Regions from separate parts of the Arachis hypogaea genome. Here region 1 is linked to region 2. The links are chromatin contacts, called in public Hi-C maps. All regions are on one chromosome and are shown on one strand. The core of a region is the stretch at or near the end of the contact, and the rest is flanking DNA. Distances in the headings are between cores, read along the strand shown.

The links. A called contact is a pair of places that touch in the nucleus more often than the background predicts.
Region 1: a contact with region 2 is called in a Hi-C map of leaf, with 3 times the contacts expected there. The contact joins the enhancer-like site here to the promoter of LOC112784292 in region 2. A contact is called at or near these places in 2 of 8 Hi-C or Micro-C datasets (both in leaf).

The regions. Positions count from the first base shown.
Region 1 is chr20:134,397,080-134,401,602 of arahy.Tifrunner.gnm2.J5K5, forward strand. No RefSeq gene overlaps it. Among protein-coding and RNA genes, the nearest start is that of LOC112782319, 35 kb to the right of the region's middle. Within about 2 kb of position 1,907, at least 2 of the 3 cell types and tissues checked have open chromatin away from gene starts, as enhancers often do.
Region 2 is chr20:134,321,149-134,325,211 of arahy.Tifrunner.gnm2.J5K5, forward strand. It overlaps LOC112784292 (NAC domain-containing protein 92), which reads left to right and starts at 1,289. Exons shown (of 4, transcript XM_072230154.1): 1 at 1,289-1,611; 2 at 2,168-2,215; 3 at 2,217-2,431; 4 at 3,508-4,063. The coding sequence starts at 1,449. The coding sequence ends at 4,002.

The DNA of each region.
Region 1 (4,523 bases), core at 657-3,156, 77 kb after region 2:
TAATTCCACTTGTAAGACTTATATCATTCTGAATCTAGTAGCTGGGGACACTAGCTATATTAGCTTTTGTTTGTGGATGATAGAGTGATTTACTAAATTAGTTCTTAATAATTTTTGGATAAGACAAATTACTTTGTAATAAAAAAAAATTAGCAAATTGGTCTTTAGTTTTTTAAAATATTAAACAAATTAATTTTTGATAGAATGAAAAGAACACAATTAATGTCTAATATTTTAGAAAACCGGACAAGTTAGTCTATAATATTTTTAAAAATAATATAATTGAGAAATTAAACTGTTTAAAATTTTAAAAGACAATAGATTAATTTGTCTATTGTTAAGAACTAATTTATCTAATAATGTTATAAATGATTATGAACTAATATATCAAATTTTTTTGTTAAAAATTAATTTATTTGATATGAAAGATGTGTTAACCTTTAAAAAAAGTGGAGTAACTTGTAAGAATAATATGATAACTTTTGAAAACAATGACGTAGAAAATGTTGTGGAGAGAATAATAAGAAATTTTAAGGGGAAAAAGTGAGGGAAAAAGGGGTTAAAAAAATATGGTATATAAAAATTGAGGTGTAGGAATAATTTTATTCAGCATTTTTTTTGGGGTCAGGAAATAAATTTTTTAATGGTATCTCCTAATTTGAGATGCAAATATTTAGTCTATTAGAAATCTGAATTCTATTTAATGGTTTATTATTGGCCAATGAATTCATGAATGTACAATGAGAGATTCGAATTTCTAACACTTGTTTAAATAGATTAGTGAGTTAATTATTAAACTAACCCAAATTAGTTGTGGAATAATTTTATTCTGCTGGAAAAAGAGGAAAGTAAGATAACGTTTTTTTTTTTGGCAGGAATAATTTTTTTCTCAATAATAGATAGAAACAATTTTTGTTCGGCTCAATAGGTGACACAATCCAACTGTTTTTGCTTAGCCCAATACCGTGGCAATTAGATTTAGATGATATCAGAAATATGAATATCTACCCAGGTCCATTCTGTTCTGTACCAGGCCATAGGGCCTATTTTAATTTCTTCCCAAAAATATAATGAAAAACAAACCCCTAAAAAAAAAGAGAGAAAAAAAGAATCGGGTCCTATTTATGTTCATTACTTTATTTGCACCATTATAACCCCTCAAAATAATATATCAAATTAACTTTGTGCACAGTACATCAAAATAATCCAATAATGTAAATTTAATAATGTTCATGATGATAAAAAAAAATTGGTTCAATAGCTAACGAATTAGAAATATTCCAATAGAGTTCTAGAATCTTTGTGATTGTATATGATGAACGTAGTAATCAGTTTATGATTAATGAAATAGAGAAGAAAACGTTTAGTTAATTAGGGTGGTCGTTTTAGTATAGTTTTTAGTTCAAGAAAATCTTTTGCCTCAAAAATTTAATATATCTTGATATATAGAACATATCAAAATATGTATAAAAAGGTCATGGTGATATACATTTAATTAATTAGGCAACGAGTTAAAAAAAAGTTATTTCTTCAATTCTTTTTACGAGTTAATTTAGCTAATTAAACGTTTGAATGTTAAGAAACTAAATATCTATAGTAGATGAAACCTATAGCACTTTAATTAATTATTTTGGAAAAAATAAGTGCTCAAGATTTGGTTTTATGATGAAGAAATAATGGACCATAGACTCATAGAGGATGAAAATGCTGTTTGGTGCGTGATCACTATCTTTTGAATGTGATATACATTATATGATATGATGTCTTATTTACTCAAAAATACTTCCACTAAAATTATTCTTTACCAATAATAAAATTAATTAATTCGAGTAGTGTTATGTATGTGTGTTCTTTCCAAGATGGTCCCAATGCTTTTCAATATATATGTGGTGCCCCGCTCAATTTAATTAGTGGCTCTCTCTCTCTCCCCCAAAGTATCTTATAACTTAACAGATTAAAAATTAGTCTGTTGTAAATCTAAAATTTATTTAAAGATTTACTGTTGACTAATAAATTATTATATATATAAAATAAAAATTAAATTTTTGATATATTTTTAAACAAAAAAATGAGTTAATTACTCAACTGATAATCTAAATTGATTAATTCACCTCAACTTAGCCACACGAACATAAAGCATATCCTACTTTTTTTTTTTTTTTTTGGGCTAGTTGTCTTTAATTTGTCACCTTTATGTCTATGGTGATGGGGGTATATCGTAGTGATTGCTGACTCCTTATATCATACTCATTATCATCGTTATTAGTGTTCCTTTGGAAGAGGTCATAATCATTTATTTAGTTATTTTTATTAAGATAAAATATATTTTTTATTTGGTGATTTATTTTAACCAGAAAATTTTAAAAATTAGGATAAAATGAATGCAAATAAAAATTATTGAGAATAAAATAAAAATAAATTAAAACTTAAAATTTTTAAATAAAAAATATCTTTTACCTTTTTATTATATGAAAAATACTACTGGAAAAATATATTTTGTACAGATTATGTTTTTTTTTTGGTTAAAAACAGCTACACGTGTGTATCAACATCAACAGCATCACTAGTATTATTAAATAATAATTTGTATGGTTTAAAATAAATATCTGTTTTTTCTATATGAATTTACATTTTTACACTATAATTGACCTTATTATATACATCTATAGTAATACGATGTGAAAGAAAAGAGTGAAAAATTCTAAAAGTGACGGAAATATAACACATTATTAACGTACATATCTTACAATTTAAGAAAAAATAATCATTTATGCTCATAAACTTTACGAATACTTACAAAAGTACCCATCAAATAAAGAGACTAATGTTGTACCAATAAAAGATGAATTTTGTGTGACAAAAGTACTCAAATTCTAATTTTTTGTTGACTTTTTAATTAAATTTTCAAATTACTCCCACTCTTTATCTTCATCCTCAATTCCACACGTATCTTTTCTTTTCTAAATTCCAAACCTTCACAATCCTCTATTTCCACCATCTCTTTATCTTCAACCCTCCATTGCCGGTGACCTCTAGCTTGCGCGCTCTCTCTCTCTAAAAGAACCCCTCATATTCTTCCACTCAACATCGTCGTTGTCATCGTCATCGTCATCATCATAATTATCATCGTCATCACCATTTAAGACGAATTCTCTTAAAGCTTGAGACACCTTGTTCTGAGCTTGCAAAGCCCCAAACCCTCCATCAGGAGACACTGTAGGGACTTCTAACCGAGGATTCTTGGGTACGGGACATCCATCAGGGTGGATTAGGCCAAGCTGGGCATGGCCGCTCCAAACCCAGACTCTATGGTCGGTCCCTCCCCTTATTTCTTCTTGTTCTTGTTCTTCTTTTTCTTGTTGTTTGAGATGGGTGAAAGTGATTTAGTACGCACAAGTGCAAGAGGGATGGTTGAGGATGTTGATGATGAGGGTTAAGGTGCCAAGGAGACCCATTGAAATAGGGATTAAGGGGTTTCGAGATGTGATGTTCTAACACAAAGGAAATGTTGTTGCTGTAGAGTTGTGTTGGAGTTCGAATAAGGTTTGGCGGTGGTGGAGCTTGGGGAGGACCTTGGTGCTACAGATCTCTGTTACTGTTGCTCGCAATGGCACACTCTACCTGAGGAGAAGAATTCGACGATGAGTTTGAATGGATGATGACTGGATTCGAAGAAGGGTTTATTGGTTTAGGATTAGGTTTGCTTCAGATGATTGTGAGTCAGAGAGAGAAAGGGAGTGGGGATAATTGGGATATTTTATTAAAAAATTAACAAAAAAATTAAAGTTTTGGTACTTTTGTAATACATAACTCTCTTTTATGGGTACACTACAAGAATTTGATAAATTAGCGACGAATTTTTGCGAGAAATATTTTTTATCACTAATCCGTCACTAACTTGTGAGGAAATAGTGACGCACTAACGACAAAATTAATGAGCGGTCACAAAATGTCCGAACTTGAGAAAAGTGACTGATTAGCGAGAGATTTATGAGTAAGTTTGTTTCTCGCAAATTCAGTTTCGTAGCTAAAAAAAGAGCGAGAAAAATTTCCTCGCTAATTTGTCACAAAATAATTAGCGAGTGACAATGTTCTAGCAAATTAGTCACTTAGAAGTTCAATCGAATAAAAGAAAAATAGCGAGGCATATTATTGTCACTATTCCGTCGCAAGTGTTTGATATACAATTAGCGAGAAATAATTCACACACTAGTTCGTCGCTAAATAAATTTTGTGCGAAAAGGCTAATTAGTGAAGGACAATGTTACTAGCTAATCCGTCACAAAGACTTGAAATGCATTTTGCGATGGACAAATTCCTAGCTAATTTGTCACCAAAGTTTTTATTTTTAGCGAGCAACTAGTTTCTCGCTAATTTGTCGCATAATATTGTAAAAATTCAAAATTAGGGTAGCGACAGAAAACAGTCGTCGCTAACCCGTCGCAACGGAAAATCATTCAGCTAGGGAAGTGTTCCTTGCTAATTAGTCGCTAAAGGGGAAATACAGATATTGAATGTCTAGG
Region 2 (4,063 bases), core at 39-2,538:
CCTCTTTTTTCTTTAATTTTGTTATTCATTTAACGTAACTTTTTTGTACTTAAATTATAACTTCAACATGCATATTGACCATGCTTCTGGATAAGGTTGATCTGGACCAATTTTTCTCCTGAGAAAAAAGTTGGTTATATATATAACATGCTAGAGGTGTGTTCTTATTTTATTTATTTTTTTATTTTGATGAAAAGAGTGAGGTTTTTCGTCTGTTGTGGATAAATATCAACAGTACACAATTATTAAAGTGTAAAGCAATGTATGGGTTGGAGGTAACTCCTTTTTCCTTTTAGCGTTGAAATTAAAAGAAAACAATAATATTACATATGTACACATCATATGTAAGGTCAACTTTTATGAAAGTACAATGAAAGAGTAAAATTTCATATTTTTAAAAAATTATGTTATGACATAATATTAAAATTTATATAAAAATTTTTAAAATTTCATTCTTGTATGTTGTTTATATTTTCTAAAATATAGAGTTTTATTGTAAGATATATGAATATAATGGAGAGCACAGGATATCAACAGGGACATGTATAATCATCTATGATGTATGAACATTACCATATATATGAGATATGATATAATATAGGAGACGTGAATATATAAATTTAAAATTTTTATAAGATATGAAAAATAATATATATATATATATAAAATATAAAATATTTTTTAAATAAAATATTTAAAATATTTTTGTTTTAATAATTAATAATATATATTATTTTTAAATTACTCATTTTAAGAATATATGTTAAAAATAAGGTTTGACATGTTAATACATGATGAAATTTAAATGTCTAAATATGTTTGAAAAAATTTTTTTTTATTAAGATACTGTTGGACATACAAAATACGTGTGTCAGATGCATGTCGATAAATATTATATTCGAAATGTGTTCGATACGTTTAAACACAATAAATCAAAAAAGTATCTGTGTAAAAAATAATAAAAAAATTAAAATAAAATAAAATAGAGAACTAGCTATGTATAAATTAGTGAATCATTGTTTGAGTCAAGAAGTAAAAGGATAATTACTAGAGATATGTATGCACAAAAACACAAGGGATGTAAACAGTTACGTGAAAGGCTATCTAATTAATTGGGTGAAGTGTTCTTGGTCAAGTTTTCAGTTTTGGATATCAAAACTTAACTTATCCCATAAAAGTAATAAAGACACAAACCTAAAATATAAAAAGCATGAAACTTCCCAATAGTTTTTCTATCTATAACTATAATAAAGCCAAGGTTCTCTGAACTATGCACCCAATTTTTCAAATATATATATAAAATCCACTATTTATAAGCACTTAATAAGAACAACATCTTCATTCAACTCTACTCCTTCCATTATTCTCTATCTCTCTTTTTTCTTCTCTTCAGTTACATAACAATTTAATACATCAAGACCAATAATAATAGAAATAATAACATAGAAATGAATACAAAGATTGAACTGCCACCAGGTTTCAGGTTTCATCCAACAGATGAAGAGCTCATAACTCACTACCTCTCTCAGAAGGTTGTTGGTAGCTGCTTCTATGCAACTGCCATTATTGGAGAGGCTGATTTCAACAAGTGTGAGCCTTGGGATTTACCTTGTCAGTATCTCAATTGTTATTTTCCCTTTCAGAAATAAATTGGGTTTTCATCATTTGATTCTCTTTTTATTATGTGCCTTTGAAATATATTTTAAAAATATTCATCATTATTCAATCATTCTTTTTTTAATGTAAATCTTAATATTATAAATGAGATTTTAACTAGTTCTGAATATTTAAATAACATGTAAATGACTTTTTCCTGAAAATTTCTTAAATGCCTATTTAAGTAGAAAATATGTATAATAAGTAACTTTTTGTTTATGGCATTATATTTTTTAGTTATAAACTGCCGCCAATAGTTACTGGAAATTACTGTGAATTTGTTTCTCTGTGTCTTAAAATATGATGTTTAAAATGTTGATATTTCATTTTGCAGCGGTTTAAAATCGTCGTAAAATATTTAAAAAATTGTTGTTATTCTATCTTGGTGTATACTTATATATATGTAGAAATATAGTTTTTAATGATATTATTTTTTATTTAGCATCCTTTGATTTATTTTGACTTCAAAATTTGTGATTTTTATTTATTATTTTAATTTTTTTCAATGAAGGGAGGGGCAAAATGGGAGAAAAAGAATTGTATTTTTTCTGTTTGAAGGACAAATAGAGCCACTGGCGCTGGGTACTGGAAGGCCACAGGGAAAGACAGAGAGATATACAATGCAAAAGCAAAAGCACTTATTGGGATGAAGAAAACACTTGTTTTCTACAAAGGAAGAGCTCCAAATGGTGAAAAGACAAATTGGGTCATGCATGAATATAGGTTGGAAGGCGATAATAAACCTTCTATATACAATCTACCCAAAGAAACCAAGGTAATTAGAGTTCAATCAGTATGCATCAGCCATGTCAGAAAAAAAAATTATATTGTCATTTAATTTGATGCATGTATTTATAACTTTTGAATTAGTAATACATTAATCTCTTTGGATGGAGTAGTTATTTTTGTCGATATAACCGTATTTGTACATAAAAAGTATGAATACACGTGTTGTATATATGTGACATTTAACCAAAAAATAAAATAAAAAACTATAAAAGTACATTTTTAGTATGAATAATATTAAGTCATTAACTTTTTTTAGCTAACAACAGTTAATTTTTTAAAATTATTTTATTTATTTTAAATTTCAGACTTTAAATCATAAATTTTTTATTTTTAATTATAAATTATAAATTTAAATATTAAAATTGGCTAATTAAAATTTATTTTTTTTATATTTTTTTGTATATATTGTGGTTTGGTTCTGTTTTTTGTTTAAATTAATTTAAAATAACATTATTTTGGTTAAATTTTTTTCAAAATTATTTAGATATGTATTTTAAGTTATTAAGTTAATTATTTAGACAATTTAAATGTTTATTTTTTAATTTAATATCAATTATTTAGACTATGTTAATGATAAATTTGACATAAAATGTATTTTATTAGTTGAGAAATATATTTTGTAAAGTTTATTTATATATATACCTACGTATCTGTACCTTTTTATTTTCTAAAATTTTTGTATTTTGTATATATCAATCATGTTAGATGTATATTAAAATTAGTTATTATTATAAAATATATATTAAAAATAATTTAAATAACACATGTATTTATATATAAAATATATGAAAACTTTTCGTGTATACATATCCGGATACCTATATATTCATGCAACTTTCGTTCAATTTTACACTATTAATTTTATACATAATGCATATGTATGGCTTATTTTTGAGATAGTTAATAATTGAGTTAACATTTATATATACTGATATAGTAATACATAACTGAATATCTATATAAAATAAAATATTTAACATTAACAATTCATGCAAATTAATTTGATTTGAATTTAGTATTTGTTAACATGGTTCCTTTTCTATTTTTATTTTTTCATTTCAGAAAGAGTGGGCTTTGTGCAGAGTTCTACACAAAAGTGAAAAGAAAGTAATGCATGTTCCACAACCACAGGGATTGGTTGAGTTCAGCTCCTATGAAAATAAGGAACTTCCCCAATTAATGGATTCTTCACAAGTAACATTCTTTTCATCAGACCCAAATAATCAAAGTGAGGATCCAAATCCAATCACACGTGATGATGATAATAATAATGATGACATCATATTTGATAGCATTGAAACTCCTTTCTTGGAACAACAACCACCTTATTCTTCATCCTATGATTCTTCAGATTTAGACACCCTTAACCCTGCCACATGGGATATTTCCGAAAATGCCCCTACAAGTAATGCGTCTAAGGAGACGGACTTTGATGCTGACATGTTCTCTTTGATGTACAACAATAGAGAAGTGTTCCAAACATCATTTGAGAATCAGGAATATTATGCATATGATTCTGTAGGACATGTGGACAATGGTTCCCTATGGAATTTTTAGAGAATTAGGATTATGATTAGAATTGGTTTAATTTTTCTAATAATTTCAACTTATTAAGGTT